Linked DNA regions of Zea mays: region 1 is linked to region 2. The links are chromatin contacts, called in public Hi-C maps. All regions are on one chromosome and are shown on one strand. Each heading gives the region's core, a stretch centred on a gene start, on an enhancer-like site or on the middle of the called end of the contact. The rest is flanking DNA. Distances are from core to core; before and after follow the strand shown.

Region 1 (7,137 bases), core at 4,345-6,844, 410 kb after region 2:
GTCTCTACATCTAGTACAAATGGAAACATGCTCAACGGTAGATGTAGAGGGTTTGGAAGATTTTAATTCAACAATCTTAGCATGTAATATGTCATTTTCACTTCTAAGATTAGAAATGGTAACATTGCAAACATCTAAGTCTTTAGCCTTAGCAATTAATTTTTCATTTTCAATCTTAAGGCTAGCAAGACAGACATTCAATTCTTCAATCTTAGCAAGTAAACTAACATTATCATCTCTAAGATTGGGAATTGAAACATCACAGACATTTGAATCAACCTTAGCAATTATTTTAGCATTTTCATTTCTAAGGTTGGCAATAATATCATGGCAAGTGCTTAGCTCACTAGATAGTTTTTCACATTTCTCTACTTCTAGAGCGTAAGCATTTTTAACCTTAACATGCTTCTTGTTTTATTTAATTAGGAAGTCCTCTTGAGAGTCCAAGAGTTCATCCTTCTCATGAATAGCACTAATTAATTCATTTAATTTTTCCTTTTGTTGCATGTTTAGGTTGGCAAAAGGGTGCACAAATTATCCTTCTCATCACTAGAATTATCCTCATCACTAGAGGTTGCATATTTAGTGGAGGATTTTGATTTTACCTTCTTCCTTTTGACGTCCTTTGCCATGAGGCACTTGTTGCCGACGTTGGGGAAGAGGAGTCCTTTGGTGACGGCGATGTTGGCGGCGTCCTCGTCAGAGGAGGAGTCGGTGGAGCTCTTGTCGGAGTCCCACTCGCGGCACACATGGGCATCACCGCCCTTCTTCTTGTAGTATCTCTTCTTTTCTCTCCTCTTTCCCTTCTTGTCGTCGCACCTGTCACTGTCACTTGATATTGGACATTTTGCAATAAAGTGACCGGGCTTACCACACTTGTAGCACACTTTCTTGGAGCGGGACTTGTAGTCCTTCCCTCTCCTTTGCTTGAGGATTTGGCGGAAGCTCTTGATGATGAGCGTCATTTCCTCGTTGTCGAGCTTGGAGGCGTCGATGGGGAGTCTACTTGATGTAGACTCTTCCTTCTTCTCCTCTGTCGCCTTGAATGCGACCGGTTGAGCTTCGTGCGTGGAGGGGCCATCTTGCTCGATGATTTTCTTTGAGCCTTTGATCATCAATTCAAAGCTCACAAATTTTCCTATTACTTTCTCGGGAGACATTAGTGTGTATCTAGGATCACCACATATTAATTGTACTTGCGTAGGGTTAAGAAAAACGAGTGATCTAAGAATAACCTTGACCATTTCATGGTCATCCCATTTTTTGCTCCTGAGGTTGCACACTTGGTTCACCAAGGCCTTGAGCCGGTTGTACATCTCTTGTGGCTCCTCCCCTTGGCGAAGCCGGAAGCGACCGAGCTCCCCTCGATCGTCTCTCGCTTGGTGATCTTGGTCACCTCGTCTCCTTCGTGCGCGATATTAAGTACGTCCCAAATCTCCTTGGAACTCTTCAATCCTTGCACCTTGTGAAAGGGAAATGTGCCCTTGGGCCATTTCTAAGTATTTTGGTGATTAAGTGTCCAACACAAATGGTTATGTGTTAAACTATGCCAAATGGTGGACAAAGTGCAAATCAATACAAAGGTATGATTCTAGACTTAGTACATTGGTTTTTGTGTACTAACATATTTGTCTAAGTGCTAGAATCAGAGAAAAGACAAATGAAAAAAACTTGGCTCGAGCAGCCAAGACTCTGCTCAGTCTGGGTGCACCGGACAGTGTCCGGTGCGTCAGGCTAGCTCTGGTGAAAAGGCCGCTCTCGGGAATTGAACGGCGGCGTACGGCTATAAATCACCGGACTGTCCGGTGGTGCACCGGACTGTCCGGTGAGCCAACGGTCGGCCGAGCCAACGGTCGGCCGCGCAATCCGCGCGTGACGCGTGGCCGAGCCAACGGTCTGATGGGGGCACCGGACTGTCCGGTGTGCACCGGACAGTGTCCGGTGCGCCAATGGCTCCAAATCTTCAACGGTCGGCTACGCCAGAATAGGAAAGAGATCTGCACCGGACTGTCCGGTGCACCAGTCGATAGAAGGCAAGATTTGCCTTACTGGATTGCTCTCAACGACTCCTAGCTGCCTTGGGGCTATAAAAGGGACCCCTAGGCGCATGAAGGAGCACACCAAGCACACTCTAAGCATTCTTGATCATTCACACTCCGTCTTTGCGCACTCGATTGACATTCTTAGTGATTTGAGCTCCGTGTTAGTGGTGAACCTTGTGTTATTCATTTGAGCTCAAGTCTTGGCTGTGTGTGTGCGTATTGCTGTGGACTTGTGTGTGTTGCTTTTCCCACTCTTACATCTGTGCTTCTTTGTGATCATCTCATTGTAAGGGCGAGAGGCTCCAAGTTGTGGAGATTCCTCGCAAACGGGAAAGAGTAAAGGAAAAAGAACACCATGGTATTCAAGTTGATTATTGGATCACTTGAAAGGAGTTGAGTGCAACTCTCGTCCATTGGGACGCCACAACATGGACTAGGCAAGTGTTGTACTTGGCCGAACCACGGGATAAATCTCTGTGTCTCTTGTGCTTGTTCTCACTTGTGTTAATTGTGGTTCACAAGAGCTCTCATTAGCCACTTGATTTAATTGTGCTAACACTTAATCAAGTTTGTGGCTTTAAGTTTCAAATTTTTACAGGATCACATATTCACCCCCCTCTAGGTGCTCTCACCTTGTTATACTCCTCTCGACTTAGAGAGGTGAGGAGTATAGTGGTGGCTTGGGAGTTGAAGTGCACGATTTGGGCCACCTCGTCCTCATCATAATCTTCATCCCCTACGGATGGTACCTGTACACCAAACTCAACAACATCCCATATGCTTTTGTGGAGTGAGGTTAGGTGATATATCATCATATCACTCCACATAGAATGATCTTCACCGTCAAATGTCGGTGGTTTGCCTAATGGGACGGAAAGCAATGGAGTATGCTTAGAAATGCGAGGATAGCGTAGGGGGATCTTACTATACTTCTTGCGCTCTTGGCGCTTAGAAGTGACGGACGCGGCGTCAGATCTGGATGTAGAGGGCGAGGAAGAATCGGTCTCGTAGTAGACCACTTTCTTCATTTTCTTCTTCTTCTCGCCACTCTTGTGCGATCGAATGCGTGAAGGGGATCCATCCTTCTTTTTGTTGGCGGACTCCCTTGATGGAGCCTTCCTGTGGCTTGTAGCGGACTTCTCACCGCCGATCACCATCTTCTTGGCGTGATCTCCCGACATCACTTCAAACGGTTAAGCTCTAATGAAGCACCAGGCTTTGATACCAATTGATAGTCGCCTAGAGGGGGGTGAATATGGCGAATCTGAAATTTATAAACTTAAGCACAACTACAAGCCGGGTTAGCGTTAGAATTATGAACGAGTCCGAGAGAGAGGGTGAAAAACAAATCGCAAGCAAATAAAGAGTGAAACACAAGGATTTGTTTTACCGAGGTTCGGTTCTTGCAAACCTACTCCCCATTGAGGTGGTCACAAAGACCGGGTCTCTTTCAACCCTTTCCCTCTCTCAAACGGTCACTTAGACCGAGTGAGCTTCTCTTCTCAATCAAACGGGACACAAAGTCCCCGCAAGGACCACCACACAATTGGTGTCTCTTGCCTCGGTTACAATTGAGTTGATCTCAAGAAAGAATGAGAAAAAGAAGCAATCCAAGCGTAAGAGCTCAAATGGACACAAGTCACTCTCTCTCTCTAGTCACTATTTGATTTGGAATGAACTAAGGACTTGGGAGAGGATTTGATCTCTTTGGTGTGTCTTGTATTGAATTCTATAGCTCTTGTAAGGTGTAGGAAGCTGGAAAACTTGGATACAATGAATGGTGGGTGGTTGGGGGTATTTATAACCCCAACCACCAAACTAGCCGTTTGGTGGAGGCTGCTGTCGCATGGCGCACCGGACAGTCCGGTGCGCCTGCCACGTCACCTGGCCGTTGGATTCTGACCGTTGGAGCTTCTGCCTTCTGGGGCACCGGACAGTCCGGTGGTGCACCGGACAAGCACTGTTCACTGTCCGGTGCGCCATCAGTCTCTGCTCTGACTCTGGCGCGCACTGTAGTGCATTCAATGCGTTCTGCAAACGACCGTTGGCGCGAAGTAGTCGTTGCTCTGCTGGCACACCGGACAGTCCGGTGCGCCACCAGACACTGTCCGGTGCTACACCGGACAGTCCGGTGAATTACAGCGGAGCGGCCTCCAGAATTCGCGAAGGTGAGCAGTTCGGAGTTGGAGTCCCTGGTGCACCGGACAGTCCGGTGCACCAGACCAGGGTACACTTCGGTTGACTTTGCTCTCTTACATTTGAATCCTTTTTCGGTCTTTTTATTTGTTTGTTGTGAGCCTTTGGCACCTGTAGAACTTATAATCTAGAGCAAACTAGTTAGTCCAATTATTTGTGTTGGGCAATTCAACCACCAAAATCAATTTAGGAAAAGGTGTAAGCCTATTTCCCTTTCACACATATAACTAGGGCTGGAAACGAGCCGAGCCGAGCCAGGCTCGGCTCGGCTCGGTCACTTCGCGAGCTCGGTAATAAGGCTCGGCTCGGCTCGATATAGGCTCGCGAGCCGGCTCGGCTCGCGAGCCTGTACACTCAAGTTAATTATAGTCGTTAGTTCAAATTTGAAGCATAATATGTTCTATATAATAAAAAATTATGTCCATACACTCTAGTTCCTTGTGAGTTGTGACCAAAACAACACACCGGTCACTGGATCTAGATGACTGGACACTAATAAACAAACTGACAACTGACAAGTGATAGTTGCAGTAGTTTGGACCGAGCCTCGAGCCGGCTCGCGAGCCTCACCGAGCCGGCTCGGCTCGGCTCGTTAGTGTAGCGAGCCGTGGAATTAGGCTCGGCTCGGGCTCGTTTAGGCTCGCGAGCCTCAACGAGCCGAGCCGAGCCTGATCGAGCCCGAGCCGGCTCGCGAGCCTCGAGCTTTTTTTCCAGCCCTACATATAACAAATCATATGATTACATAATTTGGTAGCTAGACAAATGATAGCTAGAAAATGTTTTATTTGTTAAGATGAGCTCTATTAAATGGTTATAGTTGTATTGATGCGGATATATTTTACCCATGGATAGACGAGTATGAGTAGTACCAATCTATACCAGTCTGCCTCAATAGGTAAATACTCTTGCCTATTAACATATCCGCAATTAGAGAAATCACCTCGTACCCGCTTTCATATCGAATATTCGGTGCGCATTACCAGCTGTGGTTGGACCTCATCTTCTCACACGGGAAGATTTGTATGGACTGCACTGTGCTCATTCTAGTTGGGCCATCCTTTCATATATTGCTTTTCTGGTTGGATTCCTGCAGGCCCTCTTTGCTAGACCGGGCTGAATAGCCGTTTTGCAGGTCCAAAGCGCCCAAACGGTTAATCCCGATGAGGTGAAATCAATTGGCGAGTTTTCTAATTTTTTTCTCTTCTCTGTTTTCCTTCACCGGACTACCAGGGGCGAATCGCGGACGCCGCCCACCTCCCCCATCTCCTTCCCCAGCACGTCGCAAACCCTTCGTCGCCACCCCCGCCTCCCGCCGCGGCTCCCGTCGTCGCGTGGCCGTCGCGAGCCACCGCTGGCGTCTCTCGTCCGGTTCTCTGAGTCTCGGCGACCTGTTCCTCCGCCGAGTTCTCGGGGCCCTGCTGTCGCCACCGCCGAATCCTGCTGTCCTCGCCGCAGCCGGGGAACGCGGTGTGTTGCGGGAGCTGGCACCGCCTCCTTCGAGGTGCGTCGTCACGGAGGGTAGTTTCCGTTTCGTCTCCATCTCCCCAAGGATCGGTCATGGTCATGCTCAGCTTCGTTGGGATTTCTAAGACCGTTGAGCATTCTGCCGAGCCTATGGTCCCAATCCATAACCGAAATCGCTTCATGGATCCTAATGGGCGCGTCGAACATCTCGGGGTTTCTATTTTCACTGGCACAATTTTATTGCACGTTGAAACATATAGTTAGGGTTTTATGACAAATGTATTTAATGGCCATGGTATCCGTACGAAAATGGCACTACATTTTGTACAGTTTTGCATGCTTACCATATGCTGTGCCCTCTTGAAATTTTGGTGTAGCTAGACCAGGAGAGAGAGTCGCACTGTGATTTCATGCATGTAATTAAAATGGACTTTAATTGCATGGTACAAGCCAAAATGTGGTATGTTCGTTAAATTGCTTGGGTCAGATTCAAACGAATCCAGTATATTTTATGTTCCTGCTGGGAGATCGTTACTAGTCTGTGTATTTGTGTGACAGGGCTGTCATATATAACCAGCTATTTATTTTGTGATGCCAACTGTTGAATACACTACTTTCCCTGTTTCTTTTTAACGCTTGAATCAAACCTCTCACTCCACATCATGCTTCAAAAGACGTTTGCCTAGGCGCTAGGCCTCACCTCTTTCGTGTAGTTTCCACGTAAGCAGCCTTGGTGAATATTTTCGCCTGCCTAATCACGTAGGTACAACTGTTGTCTGCCTAGCATAGCACTTTCAAGAACACCATGTTTAGCATGGGAGAAGATAATACTCTTCTGTGTATTTTGAGAGGATATTGTCCTTTTTTGCATGGGTAGTGCTGTCACTCCACACATTTGTTAAATAGAAAAATCATCATAAGTTGCATATATTATTTTCTGTTTCAAATGCAACTCTGTTAGTTTTTTGTGTGATTTTTAGTTTTTTCTTTTTCCTCTATAATTGTTTTCTTTCGAAGCACTGCATATACTCTAAACAACAGTTTCCTACTTTTTCTATGTAGAACTAAGTCAACAGTCTTTATGGGCTTCATGCTAGTAGATGATAGTTCCTGGCTTCCTGCACTGCTTTTGGAAGACCTGCCTTTTCAATCATAGAGGATTGGTAGACCAGATCCTGGCAAAGCAATGCTGATGGACCCTCCTGTTATGCAAATGGACTGCAAGTTGAAAAATGCTATGGATAAAACACCACAAATCGCCTATGATAGGAAGCTGACCGTCTCACATGATGATTATGGGTGGGCAGGCTCTGATGTCCACCTAAAAGATGATACAATAGTATGTAGCCCTGTCGATCTTAGCGATGCTTGTCAATCAGGCATGGATCGGGTATTAGATTCTGCTTCCAAAAATTCATCTCTTAATTTGGGCGAT
Region 2 (6,822 bases), core at 1,838-4,337:
GCGCACCCACCGGAACAAAACGCAACCGAGAAAGGCCGGTCCCCTTGCAAAAAAGTGCGACAAAAGCCTCCAAGCGAGTATTAACACTCCCTTCGAGGCTCGGGGGCTACTGTCGGGGACCATAATTAGGGGTACCCTCAAGACTCCTAAACTCAGCTGGTAACCCCCATCAGCACAAAGTTGCAAAGGCCTGATGGGTACAATTAAGTCAAGGCTCGGTCCACTCAAGGGACACGATCTCGCCTCGCCCGAGCCCAGCCTCGGGCAAGGGCAGCCGACCCCGGAGAATTCACGTCTCGCCTGAGGACCCCCTCAAGCAACGGACACACCTTCGGCTCGCCCGAGGCCCAGTCTTCGCCAAGAAGCAACCTTGGCCAAGTCGCCACGCCGACCGACCGTATCGCAGGAGCATTTAATGCAAAGGTAGCCTGACACCTTATCCTAACGCGCGCCCTTCAGTCGACAGAGCCGAAGTGACTGCAGTCACTTCGCCGCTCCACTGACCGGCCTGACAAGAGGACAGCGCCGCCTGCGCCGCTCTGACTGCTGTGCCACTCGACAGAGTGAGGCTGACAGCAGCCAAGTTCGGCCTCAGGCGCCATAGGAAACTCCGCATCGCCCGAAGGGCTCGGACTCGGGCTCAGCCCCGGAAGACGACGAACTCCGCATCGCCCGACCCTAGGGCTCGGACTCGGGCTCAGCCCCGGAAGACGACGAACTCCACATCGCCCGACCTCAGGGCTCGGACTCGGGCTCAGCCCCGGAAGACGACGAACTCCGCATCGCCCGACCCCAGGGCTCGGACTCGGGCTCAGCCCCGGAAGACGACGAACTCCGCATCGCCCGACCCCAGGGCTCGGACTCGGGCTCAGCCCCGGAAGACGACGAACTCCGCATCGCCCGACCCCAGGGCTCGGACTCGGGCTCAGCCCCGGAAGACGACGAACTCCGCATCGCCCGACCCCAAGGCTCGGACTCGGGCTCAGCCCCGGAAGACGACGAACTTTGCATCACCCGACCCCAGGGCTCGGACTCGGGCTCAGCCCCAGAAGACGACGAACTCCGCTTCGCCCGACCCCAGGTCTCGGACTCGGGCTCAGCCCCGGAAGACGACGAACTCCGCATCGCCCGACCCCAGGGCTCGGACTCAGCCCTGGCCTCAGCCGACGGTCTCTGCCTCGCCCAATCCAGGGGCTCGGACTCGACCTCGGCCTCGGAAGACAGACTCGACCTCGACCTCGGAGGAGCCTCCACCTCGCCCAACCCAGGGCTCGGACCGACCACGTCACAGGAGGCGCCATCATTACCCTACCTCAAGCTAACTCAGGCTACGGGGAACAAGACCGGCGTCCCATCTGGCTCGCCCCGGTAAACAAGTAATGATGGCGCCCCACATGCTCTATGACGACGGCGGCTCTCAGCCCCCTTACGGAAGCAAGGGGACGTCAGCAAGGACTCGACAACCCCGACAGCTGTCCTTCTGCCAGGCTCCAGCGCTCCTCCGACGGCCATGACACCACACAAACCGGGTGCCAAAACCTCTCCGGCTGCCACGATGGCATGTACTCAGGGCACTAGCTCTTCTCTGCTAGACACGTTAGCACATTGCTACACCCCCCATTGTACACCTGGATCCTCTCCTTACGCCTATAAAAGGAAGGTCCAGGGCCCTCTTACAGAGGGTTGGCCGCGCGGGGAAGGACGGGACGGCACGCGCTTAGGCCTCTCGCTCCCTCCCGCGCGGACGCTTGTAACCCCCTACTGCAAGCGCACCCGACCTGAGCGCGGGACAAACACGAAGGCCGCGGGTTTCCCCTTTTACGCCTGTCCCCCTCCGGCTTCTTCCCCCTTCGCGCTCCGTCTCGCGCCGACCCATCTGGGCTGGGGCACGCGGCGACAATTTACTCGTCGGTCCAGAAACCCTCGGGTTCGAAACGCCGACAATTATATTTCGGTTTTCGGTTAATTCAGTTTTTTAATCTAGAACAGAAAGTATCTCATTTGTTTTGGTTTTCTGAAATATGAATCAAAATTTATAAGGATGATTTCGGTTTCGTTTTAAGTTAATTTATAAGGATTATTTTGTGAGTCCTATTCACCGGGCGACGAACACAGATCAGGTATTCTCTTCCTGCCGTGCGAGAGATAATTGCCATTATGGAAGAAGAGAGGGGGTTTCGACGAAATGGAGGCGTTGGCGTTGGCTTCTCTGTTTTGGAGACGCAGCTGACAGACAAACTCTAAAATGGATACAAGACACTCAATTAGGGCTGCACAACAGATATTAGTGTCCTTTCACCATTTACCGTCGCCGAGCTCAGACGTCGTTTGGCGTCGTCTTCTTCTCCGTTGCGGAATCAGATCTCCTTGAGCATGGCCGCCACGTCCTTCATCGTCCGGCGGTCGTCCGGCGCCGCGCTCACGCACAGCAGCACCACTCCCATCACCTGCAGCATCTCCTCCACCTCTGAACTCGACCGTCGCCGGAGCGCCGGATCGAGCACGCCGGCGCGGTCCCTGCACCGCCGCACCCAGTCCACCACGTGCAGGCCGTCTGGGATCGTCGGGTCGATCGGCTGCTTCCCCGTCAGCACTTCCAGCACCACCACGCCATAGCAGCCCTTGCCGATGATGTTGGCGTCCACCAGGCTCCTCACCACCTGGTCCACGGAGAAGCTCAGCTTCTGGAACGGCGTGAACTGCCACGGCCACGACAGCTCGCCGCCGCTCTTCCCCCCAAAGCCCATCCGCCGCTAGGTTCCTGGATTGGGGAAGCAGGCCGCAGGAACAGGAAACGGCGGCTAGGGTTTCTAGATGGGAAAGCAGCCAGCGTCAACAAGAAACAGTGGCGCCAGGTTTTTGACGGCGTGAGCACGAAGTGAATTTAATATTGACGCCAGACGTAAATCTCTGTTTGTTGTCCATATCAGAAATAGTCTGTCCGCTGCGTCTCCAAAACAGAGAAGCCAACACCAACGCCACCCCTTCTGTCTTCTTCCATAATGGCAATTATCTCGCCGTGCGAACCCCTGCACCCGAACCCTCACTTAAAAACTAGTCCCCTTGCGAAAAAATTGGTCCGTCCCTGCCTCAGTCTGCACTCTACGATGGCGGCGCCTCCGGCCACGGCTCCCGCGACCGCCCGATGTCTGTCCGTCGCCAAGTCGTGCTGGGCTGCCGAGCGGAGCTCCAGCTCGTTTGTCCTCTCGGCTCCTGCGACTGGCCTCCGGCAAAGTGGGAGCCGCGTCCTCAGCATCCGTGCCAAGGTGAGCGTCGGACAAGATTTTCGTTTCCGCAGATTTGGCTACTCTACTGAGCGCCAGTGACTTCCTTTACTAGTTTGGTTTGTGTGGAGTATGGTGCTTAAAAAAACCTTTGCAATCGTCTCATCCAAATCCCATGCTCCCATGGGATTCTGAATCCCATATTTATAAGCCACAGATTGTTTTACCCCTATGGGATTAAGCTGTTCTGTGTTCTTCCATGCAGGTTGCCACTGGCCTGCAGAGGGCCTGCATTGCGGATGATGGAGGTGGGTTGTCTTTACTAGCTGTTCAGATATCAAGTTTTGTATTCGGCAGTCGGCACGTGGAGTATGCGCTTGGGATTTTGTAGCACGATTCATCAATTATGTACCTTACAATTTAAGAGCTCTATTATTTCTGGTTTCACTATTTTTGAAATCTCCATGCAGCGGAAAGGCCGTGGAAGCTCAGTGATGCTCGTCTTGTCCTGGAAGATGGATCAGTGTGGACGGCCAAGTCTTTTGGTGCTTCAGGAACACAAGTTGGTGAAGTTGTTTTCAACACATCACTGACAGGGTAAATCATTTTGGACTGAGTTACGCTTTTGTCTAAGTGGGGCGATGTTTTGCATGTCTTTTGGTTATTGTTTATCTGAGTGGTGGTATGTTTCGCATCTCTTGGTTGGTTATTATTTGTTTTCTCAGTCAAACAGGCAATCCTCATACTAGGACTTTAGATATTTGATTGGGGCGCGGGCGCACTTACTCCTGTAACCTAACAAACCTCCCCGATTTCACTGTACCTGTATCACATATTGATTTAGTTTAGTCATATAGTTATATGAAGCAAATGAAAACAAATGACTATAAATTTGGTTCCAGCTTACAGTCAGCTCATTGTACCTGGAAATTTCAGTGTTACAAGCTTCCGTTTACATCAAATTTGATGTGACAGAATTGTTTGGGATCAATTGCTGAATTTTGGTTGTTCTTGCAAGAAGAGGGGTGAGTGAGCGGGAGAACTTCATTGAGGTGAGACAACCTGGGGAGATAATATTATTCATCATATTCAGCGGAGGCATTGGGCTCTGGAGAAGTGGAGATAGAGAGATTGTTAAGTCGTTAGAAGTTAGGCTTGTTATAATAGCTAGATTTTTTGGCTTATTGTTTGACAGAGATTGTACTAGTTTTAACATTCATAGTGCTGCACTTCCTCGACAAACCTTTCTGTACTATTGAACATGACTTGTCGATGCAGTTATGTTGATGATTATGCACCATAATTCTAGGTAGGACTAAGAATTGTTACTTACATGGCACATTTGTGGTTGCAGCTATCAGGAGATTTTGACCGATCCAAGTTATGCTGGTCAGTTTGTCCTAATGACCAATCCTCATATTGGGAACACTGGCGTTAATCCTGGTTTGTTACTTCTCTACTTGAGAGATTTAATATGCCTTTTTTTTTTGACAATTTAGCATGAAATGAAGTATAATGCTCTTACAGATGATGAAGAATCAAACCAATGTTTTCTTGGTGGCTTAATCATAAGAAATCTAAGCATATGGTTGGTTTTTTCCCTTTGGTTTTGTTTTTTGTCATTTTAAAAGAACTACCTTCTCTTTATCTGCTAAAATGATATTTTCTGTTGTAGTACTTCCAACTGGCGATGCAAAGAAACACTTGAGAAGTATCTGATTAAGAGGAACATCATGGGAATATGTAAGTGATAGAACCTAACATCTCTCTCTAACATCATGGGAGTATGTAAGTGATAGAAGCTAACATCTCTCTCTCTCTCTCACGACTCAGTCACACGTGTGCAACAAAGAATTATTTAAATTCACCATGGATTTACATTTTTGACAGATGATGTGGATACACGTGCTATAACACGAAGATTAAGAGAAGATGGTAGTCTTATTGGTGTCTTGAGTACTGATCAGTCTCTGACAGACAATGAGTTGTTAGAAATGGCCCAAAAGTGGAAAATTGTTGGTATGTTAAAACTTTATCAAGCAGCGATGTGCAATGTCCTTGAAAGAAGTGACTTCTTTTTTATGCACACTTCAGTATCTATCTCCACTGATGAACCTAAATGACTGCATAGTGGTCAGCTTAGATATAATAGATTTCTTTTCCCAACATATTCCAGTGAGAACTAATTTTTATATTTATTGAGTTGTTTATTCTTTTGCTTTTGATTTATGTTATTTGAATTAAAGAGCTGTTGTTCTGATATCATAATCGTTTTGACCTTTGAAAGAATTAGGTGCAATTGGATATTAATCAGTGAATTATCACTTAAAAATTTGATGGGTTCAGAAAAGAAAATTACGGGATTGTAAGAAACAGCTAAAATATAAATTTTTAAAATTGGTTGGATCTGTTGGAATACTTTGATTTCCTACTGTTTCAAGGGAGTGATTTATAGTGTGTTTGGTTTGAGGAATGAACTAGTCCATCATCTTTCCACTCACTTTTTTATTTGGTTTGTGTAATGAGTTGATCCCTCATCACCTCACTCCTCATAGTTAGTTACAACAACAACAACAACAAAGCCTTTTTGTCCCAAGCACGTTGGGGTAGGCTAGAGATGAAACCCCGTATGAAAACCTCAGAGCTCAACCCCCAAAGAACAGAAAAGGGAAACAAAGGCAAAGGAGAACCGAAAACAACGAAACGGGGAAACACATAAAAGAGATAAAACCCACAAGAACCAGCAAGATCTAAAATGGGCACAAGGAAAGGTCAAACGATTAAGGAGGAAAAGCGAAACTATAAATCAGGGTTCTGGCACGTGAATTGCACACTTCCACCCCTTCCTATCTGCGGCGAGCTCTTTATCAATATTCCACTCCTTCAGGTCTCTCTTCACAGCCTCTGTCCACGTCAAAGTTGGCCGACCTCTACCTCTCTTCACATTCTCGGGACGCCTAATTATTCCGATATGCACTGGTGCCTCTTCAGGTCTTCGTTGGATATGTCCAAACCATCTCAAGCGATGTTGCATAAGCTTCTCCTCAATTGGCGCCACTCCTACTCTCTCTCGTATATCATCATTCCGGACTCGATCTCTCCTTGTGTGGCCACATATCCAGCGCAACATACGCATCTCTGCCACACTTAGTTGTTGGACATGTCGTCTTTTAGTGGGCCAACATTCTGCTCCATACAACATAGCCGGCCGGATTGCTGTCCTGTAGAATTTGCCTTTTAGTTTGTGTGGCACCCGGGGGTCGCATAAGACACCCGCAGCTTGTCGCCACTTCAACCATCCAGCTTTAATTCTATGACTGACATCCTCATCGATGTCTCCCTCCTTCTGAAGCATTGATCCTAAGTAACGAAAAGTGTCTTTCTTGGGTACCACTTGCCCATCAAGACTAACATCGCCATCCTCATACCCCATGGCACTGAAATCACACTTCATATACTCTGTTTTAGACCTACTTAGCCTAAAACCTTTTGCTTCCAGCGTCTGCCTCCACAATTCCAACTTTTGAGAAACACCACTCCTACTCTCCTCAATAAGTACCACATCATCGGCAAAAAGCATACACCACGGTAGAACTCC

The links. Hi-C and Micro-C count contacts between places; a contact is called where the count stands out from the background.
Region 1: a contact with region 2 is called in a Hi-C map of leaf, with 4 times the contacts expected there. The contact joins the promoter of LOC542103 here to the promoter of LOC100193467 in region 2. A contact is called at or near these places in 5 of 25 Hi-C or Micro-C datasets (ear, endosperm, leaf and 1 more).

What each region holds. Positions count from the first base shown.
Region 1 is chr4:166,033,077-166,040,213 of Zm-B73-REFERENCE-NAM-5.0, forward strand. LOC542103 (SET domain protein SDG117) reads left to right here and starts at 5,595. Exons shown (of 12, transcript NM_001358411.1): 1 at 5,595-5,739; 2 at 6,765-7,137. The coding sequence starts at 6,889.
Region 2 is chr4:165,620,802-165,627,623 of Zm-B73-REFERENCE-NAM-5.0, forward strand. It overlaps LOC100193467, which reads left to right and starts at 3,088. Exons shown (of 11, transcript NM_001138583.1): 1 at 3,088-3,266; 2 at 3,490-3,532; 3 at 3,695-3,821; 4 at 4,579-4,667; 5 at 4,752-4,812; 6 at 4,900-4,967; 7 at 5,115-5,243. The coding sequence starts at 3,108.